2 separate regions of the Gossypium hirsutum genome follow, and region 1 is linked to region 2. The links are chromatin contacts, called in public Hi-C maps. All regions are on one chromosome and are shown on one strand. The core of a region is the stretch at or near the end of the contact, and the rest is flanking DNA. Distances in the headings are between cores, read along the strand shown. Region 1 holds the start of LOC107892269 (isocitrate dehydrogenase [NADP], chloroplastic/mitochondrial). Region 2 holds the start of LOC107892276 (DEAD-box ATP-dependent RNA helicase 14).

The links. A called contact is a pair of places that touch in the nucleus more often than the background predicts.
Region 1: a contact with region 2 is called in a Hi-C map of leaf, with 2.0 times the contacts expected there. The contact joins the promoter of LOC107892269 here to the promoter of LOC107892276 in region 2. A contact is called at or near these places in 12 of 34 Hi-C or Micro-C datasets (anther, callus, hypocotyl and 2 more).

Annotation. Positions count from the first base shown.
Region 1 is chrD09:8,800,648-8,804,264 of Gossypium_hirsutum_v2.1, forward strand. LOC107892269 (isocitrate dehydrogenase [NADP], chloroplastic/mitochondrial) reads right to left here and starts at 2,103. Exons shown (of 15, transcript XM_041101671.1): 1 at 1,788-2,103; 2 at 1,597-1,640; 3 at 1,393-1,502; 4 at 817-854; 5 at 70-147. The coding sequence starts at 1,995.
Region 2 is chrD09:8,640,832-8,644,090 of Gossypium_hirsutum_v2.1, forward strand. LOC107892276 (DEAD-box ATP-dependent RNA helicase 14) reads left to right here and starts at 1,867. Exons shown (of 10, transcript XM_016817309.2): 1 at 1,867-2,031; 2 at 2,698-2,812; 3 at 2,885-3,039. The coding sequence starts at 2,722.

The sequences.
Region 1 (3,617 bases), core at 853-3,352, 160 kb after region 2:
CCACATATGTCAAACATTCAAAATTTATCCTTGAAGTAAGAGCTACATGAGAGATTATTAAGAAATAACCATTCAAGATGTTTCTAATAGTCCCATTAGGACTTCTCCACATAGATTTCAGCCCAAATTCCTTGACTCTTGTCTCATCTGCATAATCAACATAACCAGACTTTAGCATTATATATGCTGAAGATTTTTTTTTTTATTTAATGAAAAAACAATGCAAATCCTTGGATATTTGTAGACCTGTCACCGGCCTGGCCCGAATTAGATTTAAATGATAAATTTATAATTAAACTAAATTATAAAAAATTTTAGGTTTAAGTCACAATTTGGCCCCTGAACTATACTTGTTTTACTACTTTGGTAGTTCAAACTTTTTAGTCCCACTTTAACTATCATTTTCGTCTCATTGTAACTCCAAAAATTACTTGAGTTCAATAAAAATATGCCATGTGTCATGTTCTTATTGGTAAATTTTATCTTTTTAGTTGAACTGAGACAAAAATGATAGTTGACCAAAGTGGGACAAAAAAAAATTGAAGTACCAAAGTAGTAAAATTAGTTTAGGGGCTTCTTTCAGAAAAAAAGAGTTTTAAGAGCCAAAATGTGACATAAACCTATATTAATATATAAACAATGAAACGGGCTGCTGGGCTGGGCCAAATTTCGGTCTGGGCTTAGAAAATTTTTGGGACCAGGCTAGAGCCCATTCCAATCGACCCCTGGACAGGTCTAGATATTTACTATAAATGATAAGGAAATACATGAATTGACAAGAGTAGTAAAGATTAAAGAATCACGAGAATGACTAACCAGGAGTTATTGTTGCACATTTGATAGCAACATTATACCTAAAAGAAATAAGGAAATTCTTTACAACTGCAGACTTTAAGTGCAAATAAAGATACCATAAAATTCTTCAAATTTTCAAGCATTCGCTTTACAATTGCAAAACTTTTTGCTTGAATGATGGAAAATCTTAAATCTTCCAAACTAAAAGGGGAAAAAAAACACACCGTTTTCCAATCGGATGCTAGAACTCTGTACAAATCTCTCTTAACAAACCTCAACCTAGGCAAAGCTTTTTTTATCATCCAGCCTTAGTCCAATTACTCAGCAAACAGAAAAATCACAATCGTTAATATTATAACACTACTCATCTTCGTCATGATACTACAACTTATTTTATCTATTTACAAATGGATGAATGATAATGTCTCGTTCGTAGCCCTATTATGTTAATAATGCAATTCTAGACACCCAAGCTTCTTTCATATCTTATCAGATCAGGTATATTATCAACAGAATCCATTAGTTACTTTTCAAAATTAATAATAATATAACAGAACAATGATCATGTCCAAAGAGCCTTCAGTAAATACTACATACTTCAGGGCTGCTTCAGCAGCTTCGACAGTAACTTTGTCATCAGTCGCATCCCGACTCAGTATCCCTAAATCGAAGTATTTTATGTCCAAATCAAGATAAGGGAATATAAGCTGCAATTAAATACAAAAACACTCGGCATTCAGCATTAATTACAAATAAATAATTAGCGAAATGTAAAAAAAATCATGAAATATGCTTCCATACTTTATCTTTTATCATATTCCAGATAATTCTCGTCATTTCATCACCTAAGAATTACAAACAAAAAGAAGTAACAGTGATCACATTTTTTTAAAAAATAAGAAAAAGCAGAAAAAAAAACAATTAAAAACAAACATAAAAACTAATTTCAACACGATTCTCATCCTTTATCGCCGTTTGGTCAATTGTCTCACCATCCATCTCGACGACTGGATTTCGAACTTGAACTCGATCGAATCCGCTGGAAGAAGCGTAACACCGAAGGGAAACGGCACGAGGGAATTGAGCGGTGAAAACGACTCGGTTGTTGAGAGCTCCATTTCTCAGAGATATAAGAAAATTAGGGTTTTTGTTTCTTAGAGTGAGAATCGTCGAAGAAGAAGAAAACGAAGAAGAGAGCATTTGTAAAGGCGGGTGAAGACGAGGAGATAGCGCGGAGTCGAAGAGCGAGAGTTTTCCAAAATTTCCCTTTTTTGACGCTCGCGTTTTAAGGACACTGCTTTGCCGTTTTGGATGGTTTATGTTACGGCTTGTTTGACAATGAAAAATGTCAAGGACTTGCTTTTGGGTATTGTGATCCAACGGCTATGGATAGCTAATCAACTATTGGATTAATTAAAAAACTTTTTAATAATAAAATTCTTTTTTTCTTTATTTTCAAATGTACTAGTTTTATGAATTAATTAGCAAAAAATACACAAAGTCAGCACTTTGGGGTAAGCCTGTCCATGGCCGGGCCACCTGAAAAGTGGGAGAATTTAAGTAAAAATATAAGCTTTAAAAATGGAGTTGGACAAAAAAATAAGGCCTGTTTAAAAAAAGGGTTGATCTCAGTTAAGGCTTTTTTTGCCTGACCCCGGCTTGACCTGACTCGAATACAGTTTTTTTTCTTATTTTCTTGTTGTTTTTTCACTATTTTGTTACCATTTCATAATTATGTTTCTATTATTTTATTGTTATTATTTGGATATTTATAACTCTTGTTTTATTGTTAATTTTGTTACTATTTTAGAGTTATTTGTTTGTTAAATTGCAGCTATCTTGGTGTTATTTAAGTATACATATTTTTTTAATTTATTGTCAAATTGTTGGGAAACATTTATTTTAATATTTTTCATATTTTTGATGTATTATATTTTTTAAATATATATATGAAATATAAAAGAAAATAATACAGTCAGGCCAGACCCGAGTTTTAGCATTTTTATCTAGACCGAGCATGGATAAAATTTTTAGCCTATTTTTTGAACTAAACGGAGCCCGAACCTAGCAAATAAGCCTAAAATTTTTGTAGGACCCAGCCTTACTCGGCCATGGACATCTCTACTTGGGGGGTAACTTCACTATTTTAAAACATAAAAGTTGTTTACAAGTAGCACAACAGAAAGGAACCTATGACAACATGCATGAAAGAAGCAATAAAATGCAATCTTTTGTTTGCATGCAGCAGAGCAAAGAAATAATGGAACCCGTGATAATACAAGCATACATGAATGCAGTAGAAAGTTGCAATAGAAAAAGTATACTAGCACGCAACAGGTAAATAATTGAGGTAGGTAAGTATGGGTATATTATTATTTTTTAATAATAGTTTTAAATATTATGTAATTTAGTCCTTTTAGTTTGTATATAAATGCACAATCACTCTTCTCTCATTTTCTGTCAAAAAAAATTATTCTCTCATTTTCTCCCAACTTTATTTTCTTCTTTCATTTTCTCTCCAACATAACATATTTGTAACATATTCTCTACAAATCCATCACTAACAATGTTACACCCGCATCTATATGGGGCCACGTGGCAAGCCAAAAGGAGACTCGAACAACAAAACAGTTGGTGGCAAATCGAGAAGTCACCCACAAGTCCTACCTTCCAAGACAACTATCCAACAAGTGCAAGCCATCCGATACTCGGGTCTTCAGGCTTTCATTGGGAACATGGTGTTGTTAGTCACCAAACACCAAGTGGGCTCAACCGCTCTATACCATCAAGTCAGAATGAATGAAAGGATAACATCCTCCTCA
Region 2 (3,259 bases), core at 617-3,116:
TTGGTTCACCCATTCTAGGGCAGAGAACTAAAAAGGTAGAGGGACTCATGCAGAAGTGGTAGTGTATTAGAGTTGAGAGTGGAGAGAAGTCCCTTTACTAAATGGTATCTTAGGATATTTATAAGTAAATGATGGTTCCTACTAATTATGTTACTTAATGGACTTTGGGTGGCTCAATAGAGGGTCCAACCGAGTCCAAATTGAAGTAGAGATGTATCAGTATTTATTCTTTACATGTATTAAATTAAATTAAAATTAAAATTTCATATTGACAAAACACATTAAACTAAAACAAATTTATTATTTAAATTTAATATTTACCCCCATAAATTATTAACGTGTTCCATTGATGGTAATACATTATTTTATCATCATATGGTAATTCACATTAATAGATGAATCTTTTTCAACAATTTTTTTATTTAAAAAAAAGAAAATTTTCTTCTTAAATAAAAAAGTTCTCAGCTATTTTTTAAAGGGTTAAATATTAAAATTATAAATAAACTTTGATCTACTGTGTAATGTCGTGTATGAATTTTAATTTTGTATGATTTTATACATGAAATTTTTCTTTGGTTTAGTTTCATAAATCACTAACAACATTATCGAGTTAGCACAATTTTATGTTAATATATTGCATACACAAACAATTATAGTAATCCGATATAAAAATAAATGTTGTATTCATTTATTTAAATATGCATAATTAAATTAAAATTAAAATTTCATCCATACAAATAAACCACAATTCAAATTTGGTGTATTCCTTTTTGAAATCCATTACTTTTTTCTCATGCTCTTTTAATTGGGTTATGTATCAATAAAGGCCCATTTATGAAATTATTTACGAAAATAGGCCATTTCTAAAAATAATTACGGGTATGGACCGAAAACTCAAAAACGTGTTGACGTGAACTCGTTTTCAAGGGATAATCTAGAAAAAACATTTCCATGTCAACGCTTTTTTCCTTGTGTTAAGCAAAAGCGTGTTGACGTGGATGAGCTTTTGCCCATGCTCTAATGGCTATCGAAATAGCCATCGGACTAAATTTTTAAAAAATGTCATTTTTTAAAACATTTTCAAAATAGACCAATTTTTTTTGAAAATTTATGAGAATAAGACTTTATAAAGACCCAAAGTGGCAACACCAATTTTTTTTTATTTTTTGGTGCCACCAATTAATGTGAAAATAAAACTTACAAAAAAGATCTTTATATAGACCAAGGGAAACCAATCTTTATATAAATCTTTACACTGCTTAAGAAAACAAGAGAAATGAGACTTTAGTCTTTATAAAGATTTGTTTTGTAAGTTTTATTTCCACATTAATTTTTGGCACAAAAAAAAAATAGTGCTGCCACTTTGGGTCTTTATAAAAGTTTATTTTTGTAAATTTTTTAAAAAATAGTCTATTTTTGTAATATTTTTAAAAATGACATTTAAAAAAAAAATTAGTTCGATGGCTATTTTGATAGTTGTTGGAGCACGGTAAAAGCGCATCCATGTCAGTGCATTTTTATCTGACACAAAGAAAAAAATTGACGTGAAAATATTTTTCTGGATTATCCATTGAAAACGCGTCTACGTCAGTGTATTTTTAAATTTTCAGTCTACATTCATAATTATATTTAGAAACGGCCCATTTGTGTAAATAATTTCGAAAATGGGCCTTGTACATAACCCCTTTTAATTTCTCCAGATTTAATTTTAAAAAGAGGATAATAAGAAGAACAGCTGTCCAAAAGCGCGTACTTTCGGGATATTTTGGTTCATTTTAATTTAATAATGAAATCCAAATAAAAATAAAAATAAAAATAAAAATAAAAAATAGAATTAAAAAGCCTATAAATTTTCTCCTTCTATCAACAGCCTATTTTGAATCTCTCTACCTTTGTTTACGGAAACGCAGCGAAGAGAGAGAACACAGAGCCAAGAAAAACCCTAAAAATAGCAGAAAAGTTATTGCCTTTTAAATTTCGATATTCAAAAAATCGACTGTCCCTTCAGCTTCCTCGAGACGATAGCGTCAGGTACTTAGGTTTCCGTAAATTCTATTTGAGTTTTTCATATCTGAAATTTGTTTTTATATTTTTAGATGCCAATCTCAATCCCCTCTAATATTTGATAAAAGAGGTGAGAGTTTAGGGTTCCAACTTCTAATTACCCCTTTTCAGATTTCCTTTTCATAAATTGCATTTGGCTTAAACTGGGATCACGGTTTTAATTTTTATTAATATAGTATGTGATGAGGAAAAGTGGGGGTTTTCCGTATTGATTTTGAATCTGGCATCTGATTGAATGTGAAGCATGTAGGTGTTGGGAGTTATTTCTTCTTATTCGTTATTATTGTTGGAGTTGTTAGGTCAGCTTTAGTCAGAGTCTGCATATGCACGATTAAGCATGTAGTTGTTGGATTTGATTGAATGTGAAACTTTTGATTGCTGGAGTTATTATTGTTCTAGTTATATTGCCATCCGTGAGTTCCGAGGTTAGCTTAAACCTGGGAATGCATGGTTAAAGTACAAGTGCAAGAGGTAAAAGGAAAAGTAATGATTTATTATAAATGAAAAATTGATTAAAATGGAAATTCAGCTCATGATTTTGGTTATCCAAGCAATTTACATTTTGAGTTTGTAGTTATGATTTCTTTTATTAGTTTCTCATTTGCTCCTTTTTGGAGTTTTTGGTGCTTGTAGATTTTTATTGTTGCTTTTCTTGCAATGGCTGCTACTGCAACTGCTTCTTCTGCGGACCCAACATTTGCTCCGCCAGATCCCACTCTTCCCAAACCATGGAAAGGCCTAGTTGATGGTAAAACTGGTTATCTCTACTTTTGGAATCCAATGACCAATGTAACCCAATATGAGAGGCCCACAATTGTAGATTCTGTCCCGAAGTCTTCCCCAATGCGTTCTTCAATTCAGATTCAGCAATATTCTGAAGTGCGTTATGGGTATAATCCTGACAAGGAAAATGATCGTTATGAAATAGGCAACAATGGTGCATCAAAACCTGAGCCAGTATCAAGGTTTAACCAGGTATTTTTTCTACTTCTTTACTCTAAATCTTGCTCTTGATTCATTTGGTTTCTTGTTGGTCTTAGTTGAAATTGAAAATTAGTACATTTGCCTTAACTTGAGTAATGAAGTATGTCCCTTTTCTTTCTAGTGTCTAAAATTTTCAATTTGTCGCATTTGATTTTGAATTGGTTCTTGTTAAACCGTCAAAATTCTTGAAGCTTGGGTTTTCAAAAAATTA